Linked DNA regions of Mus musculus: regions 1 and 3 are each linked to region 2. The links are chromatin contacts, called in public HiChIP or PLAC-seq and promoter capture Hi-C maps. All regions are on one chromosome and are shown on one strand. The core of a region is the stretch at or near the end of the contact, and the rest is flanking DNA. Distances in the headings are between cores, read along the strand shown. Region 1 overlaps Morc1 (microrchidia 1). Region 2 holds the start of Morc1 (microrchidia 1). Region 3 holds the start of Dppa4 (developmental pluripotency associated 4).

Region 1 (3,660 bases), core at 637-3,136, 150 kb before region 2:
TTAAATACAAATGTGAGCTCTTTTCCCATCCAGGCATTCTTTGGGGCACTGTCACTTGGCTGAGTTCTCCAAATTGTGCTGATATTAGCAATCTAACTTTTCTTCCAAAGTAGAAAACCAAAGGGAAAAAATAGAAATTGGGACCTTATCCAGCAAACACAGGTTGCAATGTACATCCCATAATTAGAGTGAGCTAAAAATGTGAAAATGAAGCAAAACCTTTACCACATGCTATTTCCAGAACAAGGGAATTATTATATATTTTGTGAATAAGAGAAAAGAATGGGGGGGGGGGAGACATGCCTGGGCTGTGTCCTCGAGTTTGAGGTTTTCCAATAGAGCTGGAGCGTGACCAGGCTGCAGGTACTTCACGGTCTTCTTCACAGACTTCTTCGGAATCTTCGTCATGCAGATGAACTCCACGTCCGAGTGAGTATCCTCTGTGCTCCTCTTTTGGCTTCTTTGCATGAACGAAAGCTTAACAGATGAGGGACTGCCCTGAGTCAGGTCTGCCCCTGAAGGCTGGATTCTCCCAAGTTTGGATTTTTCCTTAATTAAAAACAGTAAGACATAATTTTATGAGTTGTAGTTGCATCATTTATGATGAATTACTATCTTCTCTCATGACACTCCATTATATTTTTATGTATGTAATGTAGTTTAATTATATTTACCCCCTAGTCTTGCCCACCAGTTTCTCCCAGATCTCCCCAATTTATGTTCAAATGTGAGTGGTACCCATAGATTCATATATTTCTGGTTTTTTGGTTTTTTGAGACGGGTTTTTCTGTGTAGCCCCAGCTGTCCTGGAACTCACTCTGTAGACCAGGCTGGCCTCGAACTCAGAAATTCGCCTGCCTCTGCCTCCAATTGCTGGGATTAAAGGTGTGAGCCACCACGCCCGGCCCTATTTCAGGTTTTAAAAGCTCATACCATTCCCAGTTAGTATGCTTTCTTATATCCTATGCATATTTTTCTCCTCCCTCCCTCCCTCCCTCCCTCCCTCCCTCCCTCCCTCCCTCCCTCCCTTCCTCCCTCCCTCAGATATAAGTTCTCTGCTATGGTTTTAGTTCTCCTGCCATGCCTCCCTGCCTGTTACAATGCTCCCCACTTCCCGCAATGAATAAGAATCCTCTGGAACTGTAAAACTCTACATTAAATGCTTTCTTTTCCAAGTTGCCTTGGTCATGCAGCTAAGAGACATCCACCCCCTTTTCAATTTCACGTCCTGTTTTTTTTTTTTTTTTCTTAAATCCACTAGGTCCAACTCATGCTGCCTATATTCACACAGGTGTGGCATCATCCACTGGAGCAAGGCCATGCCTCTGAAGAAAAATAACTCTCCTTTCTATAAAAGTCATCCTCTGCAAATAGCGCCTCCACTCAGGTCTGGGATTTGTGTGTTCCTCCCTCACCCATGGTAGAATGTAGACTGCCTTGGTCTTGGGCAAACTATAGATGCACGTAGCAACAGCTCCTGTGCTTATGGGTGCAACGGCCCTGCCACGCTCAGAAGACACTGATTCATAGAAGATCGCCCTGATCTCTGACTCTTAGAAGCCTCCTCCGTGATGTCCTCTGAGCCTTGTGGGGCAGAGCATGATGTAGACTGAGGTTGAGCATAAAGGGCCAAGCATGCCCTAGACATGTTTTCTCTGCACTTCTACCCATTGTGAGGCTCGGGATTATCAGGCGTGTTTCTCACTACTAATAAAAAGTTCAAAAATAAAAAGGTTTGACTGCATCCTTCAGTAGTAAATAGTTCACGCGGTGGATTCAGCAGGAGCTGCAGACGTGGGCTGAATGCAGAGACCTGACTTTGAGAACACACAATGCAACTTCACTTCCTGCCAGAGGAAGTGCATGTGAGGTGAGGCCAGTTTGCATTTTCAGGCTAATCCCACATCTCACATCCTGAATCCCGCCCCTGCTGGCTACTGTTTTCTAGCCCTTAGCTAGAGTCTCCTCTCTATGCTAGAAGCCAAACAGAACTAAGGGACTTTGGGGTAGAATGTTGGTGCTTTTCTAGCATTCCCAAGTTTCCTGCTGGTGATGAGTTGCTATCCAGGAGAACCAACTTTAATACAAAGAGAACATACTGCTCTTGTGCCTGATTCTGAAATTCAGCTATGTAGTGAGTTAGGTAAATTTCTATGAAAGGAAGGAGCAAGGTTATGAGCTCATGTGCATTCCAACTTATTACTGGGTTCAGGAGTTTTTAGTGCCTGTATAGAATACAAAAAATGCAAGCAGCAGCAACCCAAACTAAAGGGACACGCTTGAAGCAAATGCTTCAGTATTTCAAGCAAACATGGAGAAATTTCGAGACATAAGATATGTACATCTTTGTCTATTAAGACCTATGAAAGCCGGGCATGGTGGCGCATGCCTTTAATCCCAGCACTTGGGAGGCAGAGGCAGGTGGATTTCTGAGTTCGAGGCCAGCCTGTTCTACAAAGTGAGTTCTAGGACAGCCAGGGCTACACAGAGAAACCCTGTCTCAAAAAACAAAAAACAAAAAACCCCAAAGACCTATGAGCTGTTAAAGGTTGGGGAGAAGGCAAGCAGAAAGACTTGAGTTTGGATCTCCAGCACCCACATAAAAAGCCAGATGCAGTGCTGCGTATTTGTAACCTCTGGGAGGTGAGGACTTATGGCTGCTTAAGCTTGCTGACCAGAGATAGTTAGGCAAGGTGGTAAGCTCCAAGTTTATAGAGAGGCTCTATCTCACATCGTTGGAGAAGACACATGATGTTAATTGTTGACATGCACATACACATGGACACACACAAAAACATATGCACATACACATAAACAAAATAGGGGCAATTTGAAACTGTCAGGTTTCCTATACATTCTTGTGTCTAATATAGCTGAGCAGCTCTGAGGCCTCACAACTATTCCTTTTTAAAGATGCTCAAATGATTCAAATGTCCTCTGCACTTGATTTTATGTTATTATAGTGTGTATGTGAAGAGGAGGCAAAACTTCACTATGTACCACCCGGCAGGCTGCAAGCTGGGAGACTCGGCTATTCTAGAACTTATGGCAGTCCTCTTGCCTCTGCCCCCCTGGTACTGATATTGCAGGTATGAGTTACAAGGAGGGATCCTTGTAAAACTGATAAATATAATATTATATGACATTTAGCAAAATTAAAAATCAAGAAAGAGCTTGAGGACACGAACCCACTTTCAAAAGCTGGGTACAGTGACACACACTTATAATCCCAGTATTAGGGAGGAGGAGACTAGTGGATTCTTTCATCTTCCTGATAAGTCTGCCTTACCTCACAAGGCCAGGTGAGGGACAGTTTCACCAAAAAACAATACAAAACAAAACCAACCAAACAAAAACTTCCAAGGTGGGTGATGTCTGAGAGATAACATCTACAGCTATCTTCTGGTCTCTACAGGCATGCATACACCCATGCAAAGATTGTGGCACACACATGAACACCCATACATGTGCACACACATACATATAGAAGAGTCATGTATATAGAATATTTATAAGTAAATAAATTTCTATAAACTAAATCATCAGTAACTTTCTCATAGAAACTACTGGAAACATATTTTTAAAATATTAGTTCTAGTATGGAGGATACAGAGTCTGAATCAGCCATCTTTTGTAATCAGGCAAGGTTTCCCATGATAG
Region 2 (3,956 bases), core at 152-2,651:
CACTTCCATTCCTGTCCTTAAAACCTGCTCCATCCATCTTATCAGTTGGTACTTTCAGTAAATAACAAACTACTAGGTAATTCCTAAACACCAACACACCGCATGAATGACAGACATACCATCCACTGTTGTACTGTGCCGAACTCGAAGTGACAAAATTCAGTCACTTGCCTCTGCAACCTAACTGCAGTAGCCTTTTCTAACCCATGGTTTTACTTTTTTGCGGATCTTCATTACCCTTTGTATCACTCCAAAAATATTAACTGGAAAGTTCCAGAAATAAGCTGTCCATACTTTAAGTGGTGTACCCATCTAAGTAGGATCATGACCTTGCTTTGCTCTGCTCATCATGGTGTATGGTTGCAAGTGGTCTGTATTATTATCCTAGTTCATCTCTTACTCTTGTCTCCATCTTCAACTTTACAACAGGCCTCTATGCATAGGAAGAGCTGAAGATATACCAACACAGTCAGATCTTTATTTTCATTTGTAGTTCTGTATTAACCCAAATTTTAAAGATGCACTTGGGGGATTTTGGTCCATTGTCATGGTTAGGAACAGACTGTGATATTTCTTTTCTATTTTTAATTTTTTGTGCAAAGGTGTTTCGGTATATGTACATCGGAGTATCACAGTGCATGCCTGGTACCCAAGGAGGCCAGAACATGGTGTTAGGAGTTACAGAGGGTTGTGAGTCTCCCTGTGAGTGTTTCAAATTGAACCCCAGTCCCCTGGGAGAGCAGCTGGTTCTCCCAACTGCCTTGTCTTGCCTCTAGTCTGACAGCATAACAGCTAGTTAGACAGCAAACACATGTGACTCAGCACAAAAGGAAAAGTACCGATTACTGCCCACTGCTGTTGAAATCTACACAAGCGAATTACTCTGTTTTTGGTTTTTTGTTGTTTTTTTTTTTTTTAACAGTGTCTTCCAGAGTGTCGGAGTAAGGATAGAAAGGATGGGGGATAAGTGTTCCAATTTTTCTGGCCAATATTTAAATTTGTTAAATGATAAACATGGGACCATCCTTCCACTCGGCTTTACCTGAAGAACATCAAAATTATTCAGTTATTATCCCCAGATATAGAGTTACGACTTCCCTGCTAAGTCCTCACACACAGCATAAATACATTCTTAAAGCAGTCCTACCAAGTTCATTAAGCTTTTGTTTTCCAATTGAGTATGGTGGTGGCACGTGGACAAAAACTACCCCGTTCCAACCCCTCTGGAAACTCACGAATTCGCGTGGATGAAATCCAGATGCAGTTTAGCCCTCTGCAGCAAGGCATATTTGTCCATGTCTTCAGGCACCACCTGCGGACAACAGAAGACGTGGATGTCTGACCGGAAACTGTTGGCCCACGCCCACGCCTACGTCCACGCGTACGGCCTGGCTCACTTGCAGAGTGGGAGCTCAACAGACGCCTTCGCCCCCTGGTGTTCTCAGCGCTGAAGCTCAGCCTGCTATGTGGCTCTTCTCATGGAGATTCTCATTTTGATGTTGTTGTTGCTGCTGCTGCTGCTATTATTGTTTGTTGCTGTTGTTGTTGTTTTGCTTCTGTTGTGGTTGTTTAAGACAGGATCTCTCTTCATTGTCCTGAGTATCCTGGCACTCACTATTTAGACAAGGCTGGCCTTGAACTCACAGAGATCCACTTGCCTCTGTCCCGCACATTCTGGAATTAAAGGACTGTGTCACCGTGCTAGGCCCTTCTGGGAGATTCTTGAAAGCTGTTAGAAAGTGTCTGGTTTGGCCTTTTTTTCAGAAGTGGGATTTCTATAACCTCAGACTTCCCTCTTGCTGGCAGTTTCCATCACTGTCCATCTGAAAAGTAGGACATTGTAACTGAATCAGAAGAGAGAGCTCTTACCCTCCCCCTTTCTTTTCTGCCCCTTCCCCCCTAGTTGCATGAGCCCCAGAAAGATAAAGTCATTTCTTCTTACTTGAGTGGTCCACTTGCACTCTTGTATATCTTGGGTATAATTGCGTCTTCTACATTGGGGGGTCGGGGTGAGAAAAAGGCAAGCAAGAGGAAGAGCTGAGGACAGATAGCAGACTTTAGACAGGCTGCGACATGCAGGCATTTCCCTCCATGTTAACAGCTGTCGCCATCTGCAGGGGTCACGATAGGTTTCTATTTGTCCTCACACCTGCACTGCTGGCCTGTGACCAAATCCCATCAGTAGACTCAACTGAGCCCTGAATTCTAAGTCACCAAAACCCAAGAGGAAGCAACTTGTGTCAAGGATGATGGCGGGACATGACTGATAGGCTAAGAGGTGACTGGACCTCTCTGATGTAGTCAGACCCATCCAAGGCGAAGGCTGATTGGCTTGGAGACTAACGCGGTTCAGTTCTGCTCAGCGAGTATTTCACATACTCTTCCCAAAGTCAGAGAGACTCTTGAGTGGAGAGTCTGAAGGAGACAGTTTTGTGATTTCAAAGTGTCAAACAGGCAATAAAGCCCTCAGAAAATAGAAGCAAAAGTGTGAAGTGTGGAGCAGTCACTGTAGGAAGAGAGGAAGTCTCTTTCAGCTGCTACATTTATAGGGATCTGGGGAGGAAACGGGAATTTGAATTGCAACCCAAAGGAACACTCGCTCTGCTTTAATTTGCAGACTGAAAGTGAACGTAAACATTCCGAGTAATTTCTCCTGATTGCATTTGTCTTTTAACCGTGGCTGCCATGGTTGGCGCTCTTTCAATAGCCACACTCCCTCTGCTAAACAACCTAAATTATCTTTCCCAAGTCTTCCTTCAATAGAACTTCACAAATGATATTCTATTTTCATATTTTTATGGGAAAGAAAAGCTCAAAGAGCCTCTTGCAGATTTATTTTATAATTCCCATTTCCAACTGCTGTCTCAGAGCAACTTTACTTGGGGCTGGGGCAGGCCAGGGGAGGGTGCACCAGAGCCACTAGCCTGTAATTAGTAAAGGCTGTAATATCTACCAGAGAAAAGGATCCAATTATCACAGAAGCAATCCCTCTAATAATCTGAGCAGAGTCTTCCTGCTGTCAGTATGTAGCCCCAATGCACAGGCAGTGCCGGTTAATGTGATGATGTGGGGGAGGGGAGTCCATGGAGCTGGTAGGTAAGTAAGAAGCTGAGAGTCACAGGGCACCATCCCAAAAGCCTCCCTCCTCTGTCAGTCACCCTTGTACAGTCAAATCTAAGCATACTCTTCTTCCTGGTATACTCAGGGCAGTCCCCGTTTGGCCTATTTCCCCCAACCCTGCTTCAAGATTCATTTTAACACCATTTCATGATAGGAATGCAAACATAAAGACAGACAGAGGAGGTGACAGGAGACTACCATTTGATCCTCTCACGATTGATCCCGATTTTAAAGAGAATCACCTCAGCTCTCTCTAACTAAACATTTTGTGGTTTGTGACTACATATGCTACACAAAATGTCACTCTCTTTCATTTAAATGAGGATGGATAAATGAGCATTTCATTACTTTTGAAGAACCACATTTAAATTCAGAATAAAGTTGATAAATTTGAAAATTGAAGTTTGAATTGGCATCCAGAAGGGCTGCCATTTCCTAAGAACGACAGATGCTATTATTAGCATATTCTAATAAACATGGAAGATGGCTGCTGTAAAGCTGACAACATTTGAAAGGGCCAATGACCGGCAGTTGGAATAAGTCCACTAGTTCTGGAAATTACATATAGCATCCTGGCTAAGTTTCTTATATTCTTTCAAGTCTGAGTCTCTTTACTGTGCCTCCATCTCTCCCAGTTTCCTGCATGTTGGTCAATGATGAGTGTCTTCGCAGTTCTTAGTGACCTTTATAACCAGCCATCACAACTGTAGCACAGCGACAGGCACCTCTGCACAATGTGGGAAAATAAGACGCCTGGAGCTTTCCCAAGCACAGCAAAGGTGTTGGAGATGAAACCACAATGGTTGCTGTGCATGCGCCAACCTTAGAGTGATTCT
Region 3 (3,641 bases), core at 311-2,810, 150 kb after region 2:
CAGCCTGGTGATGTGTTAGGACCCACCCACTCCTCCTTCAGTTCTTACACCTCACTGTCCTCCGAGTCTCAATTCAAGGGTTATTTTGCTGGAATCTCAAAAATCTACCACATGTTACCTCATTTCCATGTGTCAATTAATTCCATCTGATTTTAAACTCCATAAGAATGGGGTCCCTCTCCCTTTTATTGCTGAGGATGGATAATAAATATTCAGTTTAATTAAGGGAACAACAACAACGACAACAAAAAAATCCCTAAGCACAGAAAGAAACACACACACACACACACACCAAAAAAAAAAAAAAAAAACCTAACAAATATTAAGCCTCTTCCAGCATATACACGACTAAACACACTCCTTGCCTCATTTAATCTTTATATAACTTCAGAACCACTACTGTATTTTCAACATGGAGGGCCAAAAGTTAAAAGCTTATTAAAGCCAGGTGGTCATGGCACATGCCTTTATCCCAGCACTCGGGAGGCAGAGGAAGGCGAATCTCTTCAGTTCCTGGCTAGCCTGGTCTACAAGAGTGAGTTACAGGACAGCCAGGGCTACAGAGAAACCTTGTTTCAGAAAGAAAAGAGAGGGTGGCACCCGGGAGGCAAACCAACCTGGTTTACAGAGCGAGTCCCGGGTACCCAGGACTACAGAGAAACAAAACAATAACTCACTAAATAAATAAGTAAAACCACCAGGTCACTTAGCTCCAAAACCTAGGTCTTTTCCACCCCCCCCCTCCTCCACCCCCGCAATTGTGGAAGTGACAATTTAGCATTTCCTGTTACTTGACACCTCAGTTCTCTCCCATCACAATAGGGACCGGCTTCCCAAGGACTAAGATTTACTTTTGCACAACCTCTTTATAAAGGATTCACTTTAGGACTTAACAAAATTCTTACAATAAAGAAAGATGAAAATGGCTGGCGGTTTCTTGGGGAGGAGTCCAGGAAAGTGCTCAGCATCCTATCCTGGCTACTACAGTTAGGAACCAGCAGGTCTGCCATGTCAAAATTCATAGATTCTGAGGGCCTATGGATAAATTAAGGGGCCTGGAAGCCCTGTAGCAGGCACTTTTGGGTTAAGCCCTCGGGTCCTCTCAGGTTAACTGGGGACTCCTTCCGAGGCTACCCAAAGCCTCAGTTTATACCCTGTTTTATCCCGGGACCAGCTACGGGATTCTAAATTCCTTCCTAACAAAGCATTCCTTCCAAAACACACCCTCCTCTCCTAACACATCTACACCCGGGCCCCAGGGTCTCGCGCAAGGCCACTTCGAGCGGGCCCGCCAAGCCACACACCTGCCTTTAAATAATAATTTTTTTTAAAAAAACAATTAAGGTTGTAACAAATTGTAACGCTCATTCTTCTCTTCTCCAAACAATGGCTGGCTATACTCAAAAATGAGGGGCCCTCATTTGGAAAGCCAAATTGTAAAAACAGTTCTCACCTTCTTGTCTCCAGCAGTCTCCATCTTGAGAATAGATGAATCCTCCGAAAGAAAGTTCTCCCAGCTTCCAAAAGACCTCTGACCTCAGCCGGCTTTTCAAAATCTCCTCCTACTTCCTGTTGTCTTGAGGCCCTCTTCCGTTCCCCTCCCCTTCTGGTCCCACCCTCAACAAAATTGTGATGCTAAAATCTCCTTTTGTGGCTGATTTTAATAAAATCCCCTTTTGTGTGGTTTAATTATTAGGCTTGTTTCCTCGAATTTTTTTTTGTTTGTTTTGTTTTGTTTTGTTTTTGAGGCAGAGTTTATCATTTCTTTGCCTGGCCAGAAATGCGCTTTGTATATTGTACTGTCTCAACCTCCGGAATACTGCGATTTAGAGGTGTGAGCTGCTACCCCCTGCTCCTGGCAACTGTAGATCTGGGATATTTAAAACTGTAATTATTGCTGGGCGTGGCAGCACACACCTTTAATCCCAGCATTAGAGATGCAGAGGCAGGTGGATCTCTCTGAGCTCCTGGTCAGCCTAGTCTACATAGTGAGACTCTATCTTAGAAAAAAGAAAAAAAAAAAAAAAAGGGAAGGAAGGAAGGAAGGAAGGAAGGAAGAAAGAAAGAAAGAAAGAAAGAAAGAAAGAAAGAAAGAAAGAAAGAAAGAAAGAAAGAAAGAAAGAAAGAAAGAAAGAACCTAAATATTGCTAAGGGAAAGTGAAGTTCCTAGAGAATTCTGAAAAGACTGCAAATTTATCTAATGGAATTAGCATCCTGAACAGGAATGAAAACAACCCAGTTGCTCCAGAAATCCTTTTCCATGAGATGGCAGGGGGTGGGGGTTGCATTGTTTTGGTGGTTTCAGGGCTCACCCTGGGCTTTGTTTCTGTGCACCAATCAATCTACCACTGAGCTACAATCCCAGCCCATAAAATTACAACTCTTTTAATTCTTCCCCATCCAACCCTCCTTTTTTGAAGTCTCCACGGACCTGCAGCATACTGAGGTCTTCCTGTCTCATCCTCCTGACTGCTAGGATTCAAGGTGTACCCCACCACACCTGGCCAGGGCTTGAATTTCTGATCTTCTAGCTTCCCCAGGGCTGGAATTCAGGCCACCGAGCCTGGTTCAAAACTGTAACTTTCTATCTGCCAACTGTTTTTTTTTTTTTTTTTAAAGATTTATTTATTTATTATATGGAAGTACATTGTAGCTGTCTTCAGACACTCCAGAAGGGGGAGTCAGATCTCGTTATGGATGGTTGTGAGCCACCATGTGGTTGCTGGGATTTGAACTCTGGACCTTTGGAAGAGCAGTCGGGTGCTCTTACCCACTGAGCCATCTCACCAGCCCTTTTTTTTTTTTTTTTTTTTCTGCCAACTGTTAAAAGGTTTTGTCGTTGCTAGTTGGTTGGTATTTGATAACAGGGTTTCTCTGTGTAGCCTGCTGTCCTGGACCAGGCTGGCCTCGAACTCACAGAGCTCCTCCTGCCTCTCTGCCTTCTGAGTGCTGGGACTAAATGCACGTCCCACCCACCACCAGACATTCCCTCCTTCCCCCCCCAAAAGTTTTTAAAGTCTACTGAGTATGTCGTGAATCCTGGTAATAAAATTCCGTCGCTGTTGGTTTCCCTTTTGCAGATGACGAAGATTTGTGGGAAACTACTGGTAACTTGCTTGTCCAGTAAATGAACATCAAGCTTGGCTTAAAATAAAGATCAAGACTCTCTCTTCCGATGTCAGCACCACCCTCTCCCACAAAAACAAAACAACACAACAACAACAACAAAACCAACCAACCAAGCAAACAGGAAAAGTTCCTTTGGGCTCTTCTCTGCAAGAGACCAGAGATGTGAAGTGAGAGACTGTGCGTTTAGAAGTGGTGACTGAGCTGGGTGTGGTGGCGCACGCCTTTAATCCCAGCACTCGGGAGGCAGAGGCAGGCGGATTTCTGAGTTCGAGGCCAGCCTGGTCTACAGAGTGAGTTCCAGGACAGCCAGGGCTACACAGAGAAACCCTGTCTCGAAAAACCAAAAAAAAAAAAAAAAAAAAAAAAAGAAGTGGTGACTGTGGGATTCAGATCTACACTTGCCACCTCATAGAGGTAAGACCTGTGACTTACCTGTAGCTAGTATGATGGAGCGGTGAAGTAAATGAATCTCAAGTTAGAAGCTAGCCTGTACTAGACAAACTAAGTGTCTG

Evidence for each region. Promoter capture Hi-C pulls out the DNA fragments that hold promoters and counts their contacts. HiChIP or PLAC-seq counts read pairs in DNA pulled down with a chosen protein or histone mark.
Region 1: an H3K27ac HiChIP or PLAC-seq map of embryonic stem cells shows a contact between it and region 2, with 5 read pairs. The contact joins the enhancer-like site here to the promoter of Morc1 in region 2. A contact is called at or near these places in 2 of 39 promoter capture datasets (embryonic stem cells and stem cell-derived epiblast-like cells), 1 of 15 datasets of contacts at CTCF or cohesin (embryonic stem cells), 14 of 484 Hi-C or Micro-C datasets (the G1E-ER4 cell line, embryonic retina, embryonic stem cells and 1 more), 6 of 115 datasets of contacts at active chromatin or transcription factors (all in embryonic stem cells) and 2 of 9 other capture datasets (adipose tissue and embryonic stem cells).
Region 3: a promoter capture Hi-C map of embryonic stem cells shows a contact between it and region 2. The contact joins the promoter of Dppa4 here to the promoter of Morc1 in region 2. A contact is called at or near these places in 1 of 39 promoter capture datasets (embryonic stem cells) and 3 of 9 other capture datasets (adipose tissue, liver and pancreatic islet).

Annotation. Positions count from the first base shown.
Region 1 is chr16:48,583,782-48,587,441 of GRCm38.p6, reverse strand. It overlaps Morc1 (microrchidia 1), which reads right to left. Exons shown (of 27, transcript NM_010816.1): 19 at 304-549. Among named protein-coding and RNA genes, the nearest start is that of Gm41458, 28 kb to the left of the region's middle. Within about 2 kb of position 1,886, at least 28 of the 459 cell types and tissues checked have an H3K27ac peak or open chromatin away from gene starts, as enhancers often do. A contact at or near this core is called in embryonic stem cells, where this site is marked.
Region 2 is chr16:48,428,682-48,432,637 of GRCm38.p6, reverse strand. It overlaps Morc1 (microrchidia 1), which reads right to left and starts at 1,401. Exons shown (of 27, transcript NM_010816.1): 1 at 1,236-1,401. The coding sequence starts at 1,297.
Region 3 is chr16:48,281,654-48,285,294 of GRCm38.p6, reverse strand. It overlaps Dppa4 (developmental pluripotency associated 4), which reads right to left and starts at 1,560. Exons shown (of 7, transcript NM_028610.2): 1 at 1,454-1,560. The coding sequence starts at 1,477.